Regions from separate parts of the Bactrocera dorsalis genome. Here region 1 is linked to region 2. Evidence: chromatin contacts called from public Hi-C data. All regions are on one chromosome and are shown on one strand. The core of a region is the stretch at or near the end of the contact, and the rest is flanking DNA. Distances in the headings are between cores, read along the strand shown.

Region 1 (4,193 bases), core at 289-2,788, 87 kb before region 2:
TATACATATGTACATACATACTATAGGAGACTCTGACGCTTCATTTTGGATGTTGTAATTATCGTGTCAAACTTAATATACCCTGTTCAGGGTAAAAAATATGGAAATCGTCGAGCACGACTGCCTTGTAAGCACTGTTTCGATTGCCAAAGAAGCTCAATGTTTTGGTTCCACTTGAGTTAATGCAAGACAGTCTTGAACCTCATTGAAAATGCGGATGGTTTTGTGGATATGAAAAGGTGGTCACACGCGTCAAGCGAAAGCAATCGTGGTCGAACAACGGCGAACTGTGGCTAAGTCAAGAAAATTTTAGCTATGGCCTCGATGCAATTAGAAAGGAATCATGTACTATGAGCTATTTCTCTACGACCAAACTTTTAATTCGGATCTGAACCGTCAACTTTGGACTTTCTTTATGAAAAAATCGCCTAGAAACCGATTGATTTCGCAAATAAAAGAGGGATTGCGTTTCAGTAGAGCAACGACAGCTAACACACATCGATAGTGACCCGGCAGTAGCTCCGAAATTTTAGCTGGGAGTCTATTGCGCATTCCGTATTATTATTGATTAGATCTGCCTCCAAGTGAATACTAATTTTTTCTGTTTTTGGCAAATGATTTTGCTGCTAAAAAATGTGTCAAGAGCAGATTGTGAAATCCACGGTCTTAGTTCTTTAACAGTCACGATGGTTTCCAAGAGAGTGACCTTACAGAACTTGCAACGCACAGCATCTGTCAAAGAAGCCTGACGAAAAAACGTTGATGTATGTATTTAGAAAAAGAGGAAAACGTGCTTATAGTACATATTTTCTCTTTGTTATATTAATAAGTTCAATTTCGAATTTCGAAAATCAAAATTTCGAACTTAGAGGCTAACTTCGAAAAACAAAGAAATAACAATTTTTAATTATTACGCGATTTTTCGAAAAAATTAGTTTGGCTGAATATCCAGAAACAAGTGAATTTTTCCGTTGTGTGCTATATAATCACACATACATACATACACACAGATTTACATGCAAAGTACATCAATAAGTCCCGATAAATTTGCACTTTTTTGCTTACTCAAATAATACTAAATTCATTTGCATCTAAATGATGTCTAAACGGACACACAAACACTTGTAAAGTAGTTGTGCATTTATGCATGAGTATGTGTGTGTTACTATGCAGCGACTTTCACTTTTCTTTGCTTACTCGTAATATTGTACATAATTGACTTAGCGAAACGGGCAAACAGATGGCATGCGATGCCATTCACACAACACGCTCAATCTCGCTCACAAATGCTGGAGCAATAGCAAGCAATGCCATTGATATATCGCAATGTTGACACAAGAGACGCGGCAGAATTCCTCCGATTTTGATTCCTGCCAAACACATACACACATACATATGTATGTGTGTGAGTATAAACATAGCGGGAAGCATTTGAAGAGTTAAGTGTTTGTGTTGCACATGCAGACAATAGCTGCGAACCGACGAACGGCCGGACGGACGGACGGCCAATGCGAGCGCACAGCGCAATCGACAGATTTGTCTGCTGAGTACACTAATTTGCCGGCAATTCAGTGCATATTTACAACACGAACCCAAACACAAACGAAATGACACGCCACGAACATTTTAAACATCTGCGAAATTATTATTATGAACCAATTGCGAGGAGTAAATCTTTCAACGGCCTACACACGTACCAATTCTTTGTAGACACTTCGACGCATTTCTGCGTGTGTATGTGTGTGTGTTTGCCACGTTCGGCCGCTTTTGTGCGGCGATCGAACGGGTGCTCAGCCTGTCGGGGTTCGTAAAATTAGTCTACTCCACATCGCCGGCCTGCTGGGCCAACCAACATAATATGAAGCAGTCAAACTGTCGGTTTATTTAAACACTTGAAAGTTAGCAAAATACGCAACCGCAATGCTGGAGCCCCGGGCGCGTACGTGGTCCAGTGGCTACCCTTTGCTTGTTGGCTTCCTTTCGCTCGCTTTCTTTACTTCTCAGCGCTCTTTTGTCTTGTGTGTATGCTCTTGCAGCAAAGGGATGATCAGCATTACTTTATTATAGTTTGTTACCGATTAAATGATTTCTGTATCCTTGAAAATATTTAAGAACACTTACGTTGGAAATTTATTTTCCTTTTATCGCTACGTCCGATGTTGACAGATTTGTTTGCACGAACTGTGAAGAGAGATGAAGGTGCGCTCGTCAATAAGCAACCTCCCCTACAGCACACAGCACTATCTCGTGCGGAATACATACATACAAACAAAGAGTTGCAGTTGTGAAGAAACCCATAAAATAAAAATCCCCAAAAAAAAAATTACAACAAAAAGATTACAAAAAAATTACAACAACAAAAACTATATAAAAAATTACAACAACAAAAATTACAACAAAAAATACCACAACAAAAAATTTCCAGCAAAAAAATTACAACAAAAAAATACAGCAAAAAAATTACAACAACACGCCAAAATTGCGTGCAAGGACTACCCGCTGTTGTTTCGCCACTTAAAACCAAATTTGCAATCTCGGCTTACCCGCACCTTCCCTCACTTATCGTGCGCTCACCTTCGTGAGCTCATATCCATACATACATACACACATAAACACACTCGTTAAAGTCAGCTCGTAACGCAAACACACATTCTTGTTTTTTAGGCTCACGCACAAGGTGGTCCCACTTCGTTCTGTGGACGACAGAAATTTTTGCCAAGAAAACGTGAAAATTAATTTCCTATTGCCAAACTCCATTCAACCGCAACGCGGTTTTTGTGGCTCTGGTCTCGTTTATTTAATGTTGTTTCCACTCTTTGTTCACCTTTTTTCACCCCTACCGTGTGTTGTTATGAGTATTTTGTATTTTGTCATCATGCCTAAATGAGTTTCGAAGTGATCTGAACCAGAAGTGATGTTCGGCTAGTCCTTTTGTGCTCGACGATCACAAAAGTGTCCATTGTGTCAGTGTCAGTTGGGGTTTTTTTTATTAAAATTTTGTTTTTGTAACGCGCAGAAACTCTTTTTTTGTGGGAAGGATTTTGTCAGTAGCACAATTTGATATTGTCAACAGGATATTTTATTATGAAGGTAATTAACAACAAAAATAGGCGTAATGATATGCTTAGGGATATGTGTATAATTATGTCTAGTTTAAGAATTTAGTAACAAATGCAGCTTGAATTATGAAATTTAAATTTTATTCTACACATTTTGTGGCTTAGGAGCTCATATGTACTTTTGTGTCAAAAAGACACAACCGCAGCGTAAGGGTTAATAAGCATTTAGCATTTCGTGGTTTCAAACCTTTTAAGACAGCCGGTACAGTTGGTATATTTCCCGCTCAACTACAGAACGGTGCAGATCCACTGTCTCATCGAGTTGCTAGTATTTGTAAATCTCGTGTCCATTTAGAGTACACGCCAAGTAGATGGCCGCAGGCCGAAGTTATCTTAATACCGAAACCGTAAAAGGAAAACTACTGCTTGTCAAAATCTTGCGGACCGATCAGCATAACATCCTTTCTACTAAAAAGTATAGAGCGGATCTGCGATGATCTCATCAAACAATAAATTCCGCCAAACCGTTTGGAATTCAGGCAGCATGCGTATGTCGATGGGAAATCAGTTAATACTGCCTTACATGAGGTAGCTGGTATAATCAAATATTTCTTAGAAAGACGAGAGTTCACCGAAGTGGCATTCCTTGACCTAGAAGGTGCATTCAACAATGCTACCCGACTGATTATGTTATCTGTTATCGTTTCATTTTGACATTATTCCGAACCAGTTGACTTGATTAAGTCATGTGCTAACCAATAGTCAAGCAATATACGACGGGCAAGGTATAAAAATTTCTCACTAGATTAATTATAGCACCCCCAAGGAGGCATCCTATCCTCCTTCTGTGAGTCACCTTGATCAACAATTACTACATATCAGCACAGGGAGAACTTCAAGGTTCTCAGCTACGCGGACGACCTCGCTGTCCTCTGTTCAGGGTTGAATTTGAATCGCCTATCCATACATAGAATGCATCTCTGAATTACAACAGCGCGAGGCTGTTTTCTTTCCTTCATTGGGAGTTTTTTTTACGTGGTGGGTTCCAAATCCAGCGCACAACCCTGGGGAGGTATACTTCCTCTTTTTACTTTAGCTTGGTTGAAGACCGGAAGTCTTGAGCTGCTTGAGGCA
Region 2 (4,852 bases), core at 2,153-4,652:
GAAAGGTAAATATTTGCACATGACCAATAGCATATAACTACTATATACATATCTGTGTACTCCACTATACGTACGCAAAATTGTTATACTTATGTACATATAAAAATAATAATTTCTTTGAGTTCTTTTTGCCTTTTTTAATCCACTTTTGAAAAAATATTATTTTAAGACCACTTTTTCCTCAGAAAATTTCATTAAATTAAAGCATTGGTAGATAAGCAGTTATATCATTACTAGGGTGTGTCACTTTTAAGCAAATTTTTTTGTAGAGCTTTCAATTTCCTGCCAGAGTAATTTTTTAATTAATTTTTAAAATGCTCAAAAGTCAAGCTCCAAAAATTTGTTTGGCGTAAAAATAGCCTTATTCCAACAATTTTTTCTCATATAAAAATTAAATATTTGATTACAATTTTTTATTGCTACAAACATTCACTATTAGCAGAGAAATTCTAAATTAAAAAAAAATATTCGAACCTCGGCCATGCGAAGCCATTTCCGGGGTCACCGGAACAATATACCCTTCACAGATTCATTTCTTTTAGCAACTATGTGTTCAGAATATGGAAGCTATATTCTATACTTAAAACCTTAACTTAAAACTTGGACGAAAGAAAAAAAAACTGAAAATTTGATTTTTGACAGACGTGTTTACAAAAAAAATCAAAACTTTGCGACATTTTTTTTTTTCAAAAAGTTGTAATTGAAAAAAACAGTCCTTCGTATAAGTCTTTAAGAATTGTAACTCAAAGACCTGTGGAAAATTTCATGAATATCGATTTAGTAATTCTCGAGAAATCGGCAACCGACTTCAAAAACACAGTTCCGAGAAAAAATTTAAAAACGATATCTTAAAAACTGAGGGACTAGGGTCTCCGACGCTTCCTTCTGGGTGTTACAAACTTCGTGACAAAACTGTTCAGGGTATAAAAATAAATTTATTGAAACCCGTAAACCCATTAAAACACACTATGGAGAGAAAAATAATTTCCAGTTTTCCAGAAACAAAACAAATTAGAAAAAGTCTATTGGAGAAAAATTTAGAAAATATTGCTTGACGGTCATAAAATATAGAAAACTATTAAAAAATAATTTGCCCAAAAATTTCCAACTTTATCGATACCACTATTGTCGGAAATATTGCACTAAAATTTTGACCCATATCATCATTAAAATTAATATTCGATATGGTTATCTATGTATTTGGCGGTTGAGCCATTGAGTGCTAAGACCATTGATACGGTTGTTTTATGAAGCAGCTTTATATACTTATATTCTCCTCAATTATTATTAATACTTATTTTGCGTTATTATCGTATTTTTATATTAATCTCAAACATAATAATACAAATAAATATATAATAAATAATAAATAAGAAATTAAAATAATGCTAATTTAATTTTTTTTATTATTTCGAAAAGTATTTCGCTTATACTAATATTTTGAACCTGACATGAAAAGAGTAACATAAAATTACGCCAAATCCACAGTGATAACAAAAGGTTGACACTGCGTATACGTAATGTCATGATGAGAGTATAAAAAATTAATACAATTTAATTTAAAAACTAAACAAGTCATACTATCTGATCAAATTCAATACGGATTGTCAAAAAAAAATATATATAATCACGTATTTTAATACAAATCTTTATTATCGTTAAAATATGTTGCTTTTGAGCCAGAAAAAGTTAAAGAAGTTCAATTTTCAATAACTGAAAAATAAAAATGAGAGCTTGACACGACTCACCCGTGATCAGTCAAAACAGGCTATTAAAAGAAGTATCTCTACTTAGATCACCCGCTAAAAGCAAAATAGTGGAGAGAGGCACTTTGTGACTTCTCAATATCTACATGCCTCTTTAAAACAAGTTAATTGTTAGAGATGAGAGGCTAAAAAAAGCTGCTACCTACCTACAACCTACCAATGGAATCTTGATTCACACTGCTTTATGAGGAAATCATTGACATTTTGTCAACTTATGGTCATTTTTGTTTTATCTAAACAAAATATTCACTCAACATTAACCCTGTTCCAATAAGTTAACCCTATGTTCCACCTAGGAACTACGGGAATATATATAAATAATAAGTTAACCATAAAAATACTCGAAAGGAAAAAGAATTTTTCCAATCATTCATGCCGAGAATACCCGTTTATTTATTATAATAAATTTAAGCTTTTTGTTATATATTTTTGTATTTTTTTGTTAAAGAGTTGGAAAACATAAATTTCATTAACCACTAACAAAAATCTTGTTGGATTTCGCAAAATGCGTATGTATATTTGTGTAAAAATTACGATATCTTATTTTCAATAGACAATTTCTACGCAATCGCTGCCTCGGCTGTGGTCACCGAATCGCCTGCGACGAGCTGGTCATGCGAACATTCGACAGTGTTTTTCATTTAAAGTGCTTTGCATGCGTCGTATGCGGTGGACTCTTGAAGAAGGGTGAACAGTACGTGGTGAAGCAGGGTCAACTATTCTGCCGATTGGACTATGAAAAAGAAGTCGAAATGCTGCAAGGATACGGTAGGTTCGACAACAAAGAAAAAACAAATATAATCTGAAATATTTGGTAAAAAGTAAGAATTCAAGCAAGGGTTAAGAGGGGCATAACGAAACGATCCAAGATTATTTTGTTAAGATCATGCATGATCATACATTATTTTCAAAACTTCAGACTGGATTAAGTTTGTCGTTTGTTGTGATTCACAAAAAGGGAAGAAGAAACACAAGGGTTAAAACAAGCATTACCGTGCATTACTACATTATCTGACATTACTTGACATAGCTGAATATTACATTTCCTTCTTTAAAACATGTGTTAGATTTCACAAGTAATGGAAAATAGAACCGAATCGAACCTAAGTTGCATCCTACATCCCTACCTCAAACCTTTTTATCATTACCACAACTCTCATTTTAGATCAATACTAAAATACTCTTCCATAAAAATAGATTTCTACGGCGATGACTTGTTTGCACCCAAATTAGATGGCAGACGTGGACCTAAACGCCCACGCACCATACTGAACACACAGCAAAGACGCGCCTTCAAAGCATCCTTTGAACTGTCACCGAAACCCTGTCGTAAAGTGAGAGAGAACTTGGCAAAGGAGACTGGTTTAAGTTTAAGAATTGTGCAGGTATGTACCCTCACATGTACATGATATGCTTGTGAGTGCAATCGCTAAGAAGTACTGAAATCATACTCAAAATTTTCATTACCAAACGTTAAGTCCTCGTTTATTTAATCCGCAGGTTTGGTTTCAAAATCAACGCGCCAAAGTGAAAAAAATCCAAAAGAAAGCAAAGCAAGAGCACACGAAGGGTGCGAGTGACTCGCAGGATTCTCAAGAATCGGACAACAGCAATTTGGCGAAGATTAAAGACGAGGCGCATAGCGACTGCGAGTCGCTGCTGGAGTCACCGTTTTCCGCCTGCGGCAGCAGTGGCGGGGTAGGTGCTGGTGGTGGCGGTGGTGGTGTTGCCTCTTGTGCGGATGGCGCGGTAAAAATGCGCTCCATCAAAGACGAAAACGAGAATACGTCATTTAATTGCATGGAAACCAATAAAGGTGCGTTGCTAACAATGATCAAAAGAGGTAAGAGTCCTGCCTTGGCGCCTCTGCGCCGCTCAGCGACTGCTCTCTGCTACTATGTAGTGCGTACTTATGCTCAAGTGCAAAGTGCAAAAGATGCAAAAGCCGCGGAGCATAAGATAAATGTGGAAAAAATTAAAAATATTAGCCAACAATATTGTCTCATTATACAATTTAAATTCATTAAATTAGAAAAAAATTAGTAGCGGACGGTTTGAAGAGTGGATATTCAAAACAGAAAAACTTTTAATCACTGATGAGTTTAATTTGCCAATTAAGTTATGCTAAGCATATTTAATTGTTGCTTATTTATATAATTGTGGCAACCCTGACCTATAAATTATTAATCATACTTCACCAGATAAAGGTAGTCCTTGAGTTGTGTTATCGAAACCGATAACCGCTATGATCGAAGATAGCCAAAACGAAATCGGGAGGCGAAGTCAAGTAATTTTTTCTAAATAACCTGTGTTTATATGGAGAAAACCAAAGTTACCACGTGGTGAAATATTTTAAAATTAACTCACCACATAGTTCGAACAATCTCTTTCTTGAAGGAAAGAGAAACAGAAGACTGCTGATCGAAAATTAATTATCAAGTTTCGTTCTTAAAAAACTTCAACTATATTCTCTCTAATTAAAAAGTACTTAATTGATCCCAAAACCTCAGGTCAGATCAGGTCTTTAAGCTGAGTTATTCTTCACTGTCTCAAAGTTAGTGTGGAAGATTTCTTTCCAGTGACCCTCTTTTGGGACCTTAGAATAGGACAATGGAGATACAAACCTGGAAAATTTGAACCTAAAATGAGCCAGGTCCATCTGTTCATCAGGTAATACGAGAACTAGTTCCTCAGTTTTGTCCATGCCTTTTTCTTACCAAGAAATTTCTCATTTGTCGGAACCGCCGATATCAGGTCACAAACTGAGCGATCAAAATCAATCTCATACTTTTTTATTTAACAAAATATATTCACAAACTTTTGCATAGATTATTGTTCAAGGAAACGCTGTACTCTCCGCAAAAAATGCATCTGGGAAGCTATAAAGCTTCGGTACAGCCGTAGTTAACATTTTTTCTTGTTTTCGTCCGTCACACACTCTTTAGGACGCCGACAAGGTCCACCGTCTTCGGTGTTCATAGCACCGCTATGGAAACAATCAATGAATGGTTACTTTCGCAGTTAATTTTTTAGTACGTGTCTTTTTACTGTAGACATGGAGTAAAAAAAGGCGCGTTCAAACTAAA

The links. A called contact is a pair of places that touch in the nucleus more often than the background predicts.
Region 1: a contact with region 2 is called in a Hi-C map of whole body, with 2.6 times the contacts expected there. The contact joins two enhancer-like sites.

What each region holds. Positions count from the first base shown.
Region 1 is chr5:24,313,111-24,317,303 of ASM2337382v1, reverse strand. No RefSeq gene overlaps it. Among protein-coding and RNA genes, the nearest start is that of LOC105223965, 11 kb to the left of the region's middle. Within about 2 kb of position 1,538, the one cell type or tissue checked has open chromatin away from gene starts, as enhancers often do.
Region 2 is chr5:24,227,326-24,232,177 of ASM2337382v1, reverse strand. It overlaps LOC105223966, which reads left to right. Exons shown (of 6, transcript XM_049458251.1): 2 at 1-5; 3 at 2,320-2,534; 4 at 2,964-3,151; 5 at 3,267-3,582. Among protein-coding and RNA genes, the nearest start is that of LOC105223966, 13 kb to the left of the region's middle. Within about 2 kb of position 3,402, the one cell type or tissue checked has open chromatin away from gene starts, as enhancers often do.